2 separate regions of the Mus musculus genome follow, and region 1 is linked to region 2. The links are chromatin contacts, called in public HiChIP or PLAC-seq maps. All regions are on one chromosome and are shown on one strand. The core of a region is the stretch at or near the end of the contact, and the rest is flanking DNA. Distances in the headings are between cores, read along the strand shown.

Region 1 (3,501 bases), core at 465-2,964, 79 kb before region 2:
AGCTTTGTGATGGTCGAGTTTCCCATTGTGTACCCTGAGGGTGGCAGAAGCCTGTGGTAAGAGAGGGTGGAGCACAGGGGTCATGGCCTGCCTTGAGCCTGGCCTTGTGTAGCCCGTAGCTTGTGGCTTACAGGATGCTGGAGGTGCTGGGGAGGGGAGTGTTGGGGAAGGTGGGCCTCCACCCCTAACCCACACCAGCTCAATTCTTCCCCTCTTATCTTTATCCCCACCCAACCCCAGAGACCTTCATGAAATCTCCTGTGAGAGACTGTTAAGACTTCTCAAAGCCAATTTTTGCCTCTGCCTCAGGTCATACCATCCCAGAATTTTTCTGTCCATTTGTCCAGGGCTGAGACTAAGGAGTAGCCAGTGGGCCATTGGGGCAGGTTGTTCTCAGAGTCATGCAAGTGCTGGCCTTGAGTTGTCCATGAATGTCAGCTCAGGGCTGGGATACACGTGCTCACTGACAGCTACATGGTTGGGCGTGTGTTCTTTCTGTGACCGCTAAGCTTGTGTCACCTATTCTGGGTAGACTGAGCATTCCCAAGTACCTGATGGCCTTGGTGAGCTCACAGGGCACATGGGTGGGGAGCCGCAGGAGGGACAAGCTCTGGCTCACTCGCTTGGGATCCTGAAGACTTCAATATGGCATTTTACTTGGTTTCTTTCTTAGTCTCCTACATTAAGACTTAGGGACACCATCCATATGAACATGTTAACAGGGAAAAAAGCCAGTGGGTTCCTGCAGGCTGTAGCTTGGACTGATGAAAGGACACGGAGAAGTCTTTTTGCTAAGTGCCTGTGAGGAAGGTCATGTGCCCTAGGGCCCTGAAGGCTCTGCCTTGCCCATGTTGTACCACTGATCCATGCATTGGGAAACCTGGGCAGGAAGGTGACCCAAAGAAGTATATTTTAACTAGTATATTTAACTAGTATATTTTAACTAGTACCAAGATCCCCTAGGAGGAGGGCTCGGTCCCCCCACAAGGAACAGGCTGTCTCAAACCAAAACTGTCAGGCATGGTGCCATGCTCCTTTAGACAGCACTTGGAAGGTGGAGGATAGAGGGTAGAGGGTGGAGGACAGTAGATGGAGGATGGAGGATGGTGGATGGAGGATGGAGGATAGAGGATGGAGGATGGATGGAGGATGAAGGATGGAGGATGGTGGATGGAACCATCAGCAGTTCAATGACATTCAAGACAACATAGCAAGTTATCCAGGACTACAGGAGACCCAGTCTCAAAAGGACAACAAGCAAAACAACAACAAAAAACAAAAGCAAACACAGCAGCAACCTCCCTAAAACAACAACAAAACAACAGCCACCTCCCCAAACCAGAGGTGTCAGCATACGGCCATGCAGCCCCGATCTCGAGACCACGGGTCCCGATCTGAGTGCATAAACTGGTATGGGTGATTTCAGAAAGCAGTGACTCAAGTCCTGAAGAGTGTCATAGAGGAGCTGAGGAGGTTTCCCAAGAAAAAACAGAGGAAATCTCTTTGTCCTTTACCACCCAGAGAACCCAGGGCTGTGAACCCGGGGCTCTTTCTCTCTTTCTCTTTGACTAGGTGGTAGATTCGGAGCTGCTTCGCAGCCCACAAAAGCTGGGGAATCTCTTTCTGAAAACAAGCCGCCCACTTCCTATCGGCGCAGAGGGGCTGCTGTGGTTGGGGTTGAGTAAGGAGGAGAGAGAGGGCTGGTATCGGAGCCCCCTCTCCTCCTGCGGGTGGACCTGGGGGCAGCACACCTGCAGCTGCTCTTCTCTGAAGGAGGCCAAGGACAAAAGTGCTGTTTCTAGAACCTTCTACTTGGCATTGTCAATCTAGACCACCGCAGGGCAGAGAGGCAGACACTACCAATATTCCAGAACCCAGCTAACGGGGATTATGTCGTACATCCGTAACCATTTAGGATACAAGCAAAGGGCCTCCTGCGTTGTGGCCTCAGACATACTACAATATTTTTCATGCTACATTTGTGGAAGAATTACTTGTATTTTAGATATTGTAAAAGAAACTTTTTACGCACAGATCCACACAACCAGCTGCTCAAATACTAATTTTACTCATTTCTGCAATGTTCTTTGCTTGGGACTTTATTTTCATTTATTTTGAGATGAGGTCTCAAATTTATTGTGTAGCCAAAGATGACCTTAAACTTCTGATCCTCCTGCTTCTTCTATCTCTTGACTGCTGTGATCACAGGCAAGCACCACCACCCTGGGTTCGTGAGTTTTGTGCATGTCACTTAAGTAAGGGATTTACCATCTGAACCTCCCCACTTACACCCCCCCATTATGGTTTTCAAAGCAGAAATGGAAAGTCTCCAACATTGCTGCCAGGAACAACTGAAAGTAAATTCTTTTTTAAAGTTATTTTTATGTATATGGTCTTTTGTCTACATGAATGTCTGTGAACCACTTGCACACCTGGTGTTTGTGGAAGCCAGAAGAGGGCATTGGATCGCCTGGAACGCTATGGATTGATATGCTGGGAATTGAACCTGGGTCCTCCGGAAGAGCAGCCAGTGTTCTGAACCACTGAGCTATGTTCTTGAAGTAAATTCTTTCTTTTTCAACACAACATTCATATTGAGTCTTGCATCTTACACTGTCCTTCCCTTTCCTGACCCCACGCTTGTTACATCCCCCAGCAGACAGATGGACAGACAGGCAGGCAGGCAGGCAGACCCAAACAAAATAAAACAAAAGTCCAGTTTTTGTTGACTATATATTTACTCAGTGGGGCAGGGTCAGACCCTCAGTGGCTGCCCCCTAGTTGGAGCTGAATGCGTGTCCTCTGGAATCCCTGCTAGAAGACATCCACTGTGGAGGGGACACTCCAGCATCCTCATCTATCGCAGTTTTTAAGAGTTCTCTCTCGGAGTGAACACTTATAGGCCCCTTTATATGCATATATATCATATGCTTGCAGGCCTTGGTAGATTGCTAGGAAAAAATCCGATTTGTAGAACAATGGGCTGATATTTTCTTTTTCTTAAGTATTTTCTTACACACACACACACACGTGCACACACACACACACACACACACACACACACACTTTGAGACAAAGTCTCACATGTGGCCCTAATACATTTCTTAATAGCGGCATAAACTTACTTATAAAGCTGTACCACAATTTATCTACCTAGTTTCTCATCAATGCTACCTTTTTTTTTTTTTTTAACCATGCTGGATGTTGAACCCAGGGTTTTGAAGTTATTTTCTTGTTAAGCCTTTGAGTGTTTCCAATTTTACGCCACCAAGCCGAACCACAAGAATAATTCAATGTGTTTTTGTGTTTGGCAAGTAGCCTATTTAAAGTGAAGGCCAGGCCAGACATGATGTATATACTAAAGACCTTTATGCAGTAGTGACTGTATGCAGTAGTGACTGCTCAGTTCCCTCTTCTGTAAAGTAGTCAGGTGCCAAGTCTAGACCTCCTCACCACAGCCCCCGTCCCTTGGCAGCCAACTTTGATCCAGCTGTGCCATCT
Region 2 (3,619 bases), core at 165-2,664:
ATGTGCTGACTCTCCTGAATGCAGCACTGGTTATTGTTAGGTCTTAAACCCAGGACAAATCTCATTCAGTACCTCTAGCTCCTTCTAGCACTTTTATCCTTCCCCCATCCTAAGTCTCTCTCTCCCAGGGCTGGGCTTCCACATCCCTTCCCCCAGCCAGATCCCTATATAATGCAGGCATTTGGGCTATGAAGATCTCTTGGCCTCTGGGCTCAGGCCACCTCTCTTGCTCTCTTATTCCTCCCCCTCTCTTTTTTCATAGTTCAGTTTAGTCTTCAGGTCACGATCAGCCTGGACTGCACTCTGCCGGCTTTCTCCATTTTACCTGGAATAAAATCTCCTCCACAATTTGAGAGTAGTCACATGTACCTCCTTTTATTTCTTCTCTTCCTCCCCCCCCCCCCCATTCATTTATGTTTTCTGACACTTGAACTGTGAGGGTCACACTCAAACTATAACAACCCAGAATCTAAACATAACCAGAAATTTAAAAAAAATACTACACAGAAGCTAAGCCACAGAGCAGAATCCGCAAGGGCCATTCCCTCAACCTTAGTAAGATAGGCCAGTTGGCCAAGGAGTGGTGCTAAATTCACCGGGATTTTAGAACCATGCCTCTAATATCGCCCCTCCTGAGTGAGAGGAGGGACAGAGCAAGTTGATACTTTCCTGGCCACAGACACATCCTTGAGGGAGTTTGGTAGAAAGGTCTGGGAGACGGGTGCTCTTCTTTTCAATCCTGCCTTCTCTGAATCCAGCTGTCTTGTATCACCAGTGATGCTGAGAATTCTGACTTCCATGCCATGGGGTGGGCTGCTGTGAGAGACACAGCTGACATGGGAGAGAAACAATGTCCCTTGAGTCCTAAGAGTTCTGCTACATATGTGGCAAAAGGCTCATTTTAGCTTCTGCTATTTATTTCTTGCCACGGGGAGACACTAGGGTGGGGGTGGGGCAAGGGGCCCACCTCACTTGAGAAAGTCTGCATCTGACAGCTGAAGGGTCCCAGGGCAGCCATTATTACTTTGCCTCTTTTCTCTGTCCACTCCAGTTGTCTCCTTTTGATTGTCAGAGGCACCTGGAGGCTAAAAATAGCCTACTGACCAAGTGCTCTTGATTTCATCTCAAGCTGAATATGACCGCAGTTCAGAACACAGCACATGCTGGGAGTATCTTTAAGTGGGTTTTCAAATCCTGTCTGTCAGGATCCATGTCAGGACCACACTAGCTTGTGGTCATTTTCTGTCTTGGTGTCTTTTCTGGGTGATGAACGAGACCTTTGTAAGGCCACTCTTCATTGGCCTTTTCCCTCCTGACACAGTGGTGGAGGGGGAGGTGAGGGCCCAGCTCTGGAGAGGAGTTGGGAAGGGGAGGTGGCCAGTCCATTTATAGTCCTGCTCTTTGGGACGATGAAGGAGCTAAATAGCAGCAAGGACAAGAGGCTTGGCTCAGTGTGAGCGAGCCACCTCGAAGGCCTGACAGACTCTGAGATGACAATAGGCAGCATGGAGAACGTGGAGGTCTTCACTTCCGAGGGCAAAGGCAGAGGTCTGAAGGCTACGAAGGAGTTCTGGGCTGCGGATGTCATCTTTGCGGAGAGGGCTTATTCTGCAGTGGTTTTTGACAGGTATGTCAAGCAGGGAGCCAAGCTCTTAAGTTCTGGCTCCCCAAACTGTCAGGGAAAGAAGTGACGTTCATGGGTTCTTCAATGTTTAATATAAGCATTATTACATTTATTTATGTGTGTGTGTGTGTATGTGCGTGCGTGTGTGCAAAACACTCATGTGCCTTGGTGTGGAACTTAACTCTTGCCCCAGTGCATGTGGAGAGGCCAGAGGATAGCTTTCGGGAGTCAGTTCTCTCCTTCCACCCTGCAGGCTCTGGGGACTGAACTCAGGTAGTCAGCCCTGTTGGATAGATAGCACCTTTGCCCACGGAACCATCTTGCTGGCCCTTCAAATTGCGCTTCTGATAGCTATCTGCTGGCATCTCTTTTCTGCAAGGAGTCATTGTCTCTAACTATCTATGATCCCTATCAGAGTCCAAAGCTGAGCAGGGCCTTTAGACACTTTTTCTAATTACAGAGAACTTGGCTAAGAGACCGTGCTGGCTGTGGATGGGTGGGTATGGTGCAGCAGGAAATATTTTCTTACAAAAAGCCCCCTCGTTTTAGTTCATTTGTATATACAAGTGAGACCAAAAGTCTGAAGAACCCAATAGAATATAAAGCATGTGTGATAATATAAGAAGTTAGGTTTAACTATAAGTAATACATGTGTGGGTGTGTGCAAAACACTCATGTGCCTTGGTGTGGAACTTAACTCTTGCCCCAGTGCATGTGGAGAGGCCAGAGGATAGCTTTCAGGAGTCAGTTAATCCAAATATTAGAGTCTTGCCCAATGTCTACCTTAGGGGTAACTTGTGCTTTATTTTAAATAAACATTTCCCAGAACGTTCTCATATTACTTCATATATTGATTTGCCCTAGTCAAGCTGGAGAGCCACAGTTTGTCTTTGTCAGTTTTATAGAATGATACCGTGCTTCAAGGCTCAGGTTAGAGTTTGCTTTTTTCTGATCCTATCCTTGTGAGGACATTGAGTCTATCTATAGTTACTTCATTTGCTTCGATTTCATTAAAATTGTGTGTGTGTGTTCCTGTACATAGGTGTGTACATGTGGAGGTTAGAAAACAACTTTCTGGAGTTAGTTCTTTCCCTCTTTCATATAGGTCCTAGGATTGAACTCAGATCCTCAGCCTTGGGGGCAGACACCTTTACCTGCTCAGCCATCTTGCCTGTCCTGACACATCTTTTTTTTTTTTCTGGTTTTTGGTTTTTCCAGACAGAGTTTCTCTGTGTAGCCCTAGCTGTCCTGGAACTCACTCTGTAGACCAGGCTGGTCTCGAACTCAGAAATTCACCTGCCTCTGCCTCCCAAGTGCTGGGATTAAAGGCGTGAACCACCACACCCGGCTCTGACACATCTTATAAAGCCTCAAAGATCAATTTATTTTAACTATGCATAGAGCTTTCATATTTATTCACAAACTACATGGCTATCCATTTTTACAGCTGTAAATATTCCACCCTATACATGTAGATGTACATTTTACTTATTTTCCAACTAAGAGACATTTTATGGGTTCCTATTTCTCATAAAATCAAACACTCCTGGAATGAAAATGTATTCCCGTGTCCACAAGTACGTGTGTGACTAGAAAAGGGCTTCTGTTTTCAGCTTTACAGGGCTCTGTTCTCATGTGCCTACAACCTTTCCTACGTGGAACTATCAAAATTTAAGAATAGTACTTAGTCCTTATTTAAAAACCACCCCCTCCCCCCAGCCTGCGACACAGTGGTTATGTCGGAATGACAGTATTTTCTGAGCCACAGTAGGAGAGACATCTGGTGATTGTGTGGCTGAATTGAGACAGCCTCTGATAAGCTTCCGGGTGAGGAGCTGCAGGATCAGCTGTTGTGGGGGGGGGGGGTAGCACTGCTTTTTAGAGATAAGGTGGATAGCATTTAAATGCTCCTCCCTCCTGATTGCACCTACAGAGACTTTCAGGAAAAAAGCAGTGAACCAGGGTAAGCAACTCCTTACCATCCAAGGAGTAATC

What was found. HiChIP or PLAC-seq counts read pairs in DNA pulled down with a chosen protein or histone mark.
Region 1: a BATF HiChIP or PLAC-seq map of CD8 T cells shows a contact between it and region 2, with 9 read pairs. The contact joins the enhancer-like site here to the promoter of Smyd1 in region 2. A contact is called at or near these places in 1 of 15 datasets of contacts at CTCF or cohesin (CD8 T cells), 1 of 484 Hi-C or Micro-C datasets (CD8 T cells), 3 of 115 datasets of contacts at active chromatin or transcription factors (CD8 T cells, the SCID.adh cell line and embryonic stem cells) and 2 of 9 other capture datasets (adipose tissue and pancreatic islet).

What each region holds. Positions count from the first base shown.
Region 1 is chr6:71,339,559-71,343,059 of GRCm38.p6, reverse strand. No RefSeq gene overlaps it. Among named protein-coding and RNA genes, the nearest start is that of Cd8b1, 19 kb to the right of the region's middle. RefSeq lists enhancers at 1-426, 627-3,501. Within about 2 kb of position 1,714, at least 25 of the 459 cell types and tissues checked have an H3K27ac peak or open chromatin away from gene starts, as enhancers often do. A contact at or near this core is called in CD8 T cells, where this site is marked.
Region 2 is chr6:71,260,076-71,263,694 of GRCm38.p6, reverse strand. It overlaps Smyd1 (SET and MYND domain containing 1), which reads left to right and starts at 1,414. Exons shown (of 10, transcript NM_001160127.1): 1 at 1,414-1,627. The coding sequence starts at 1,491.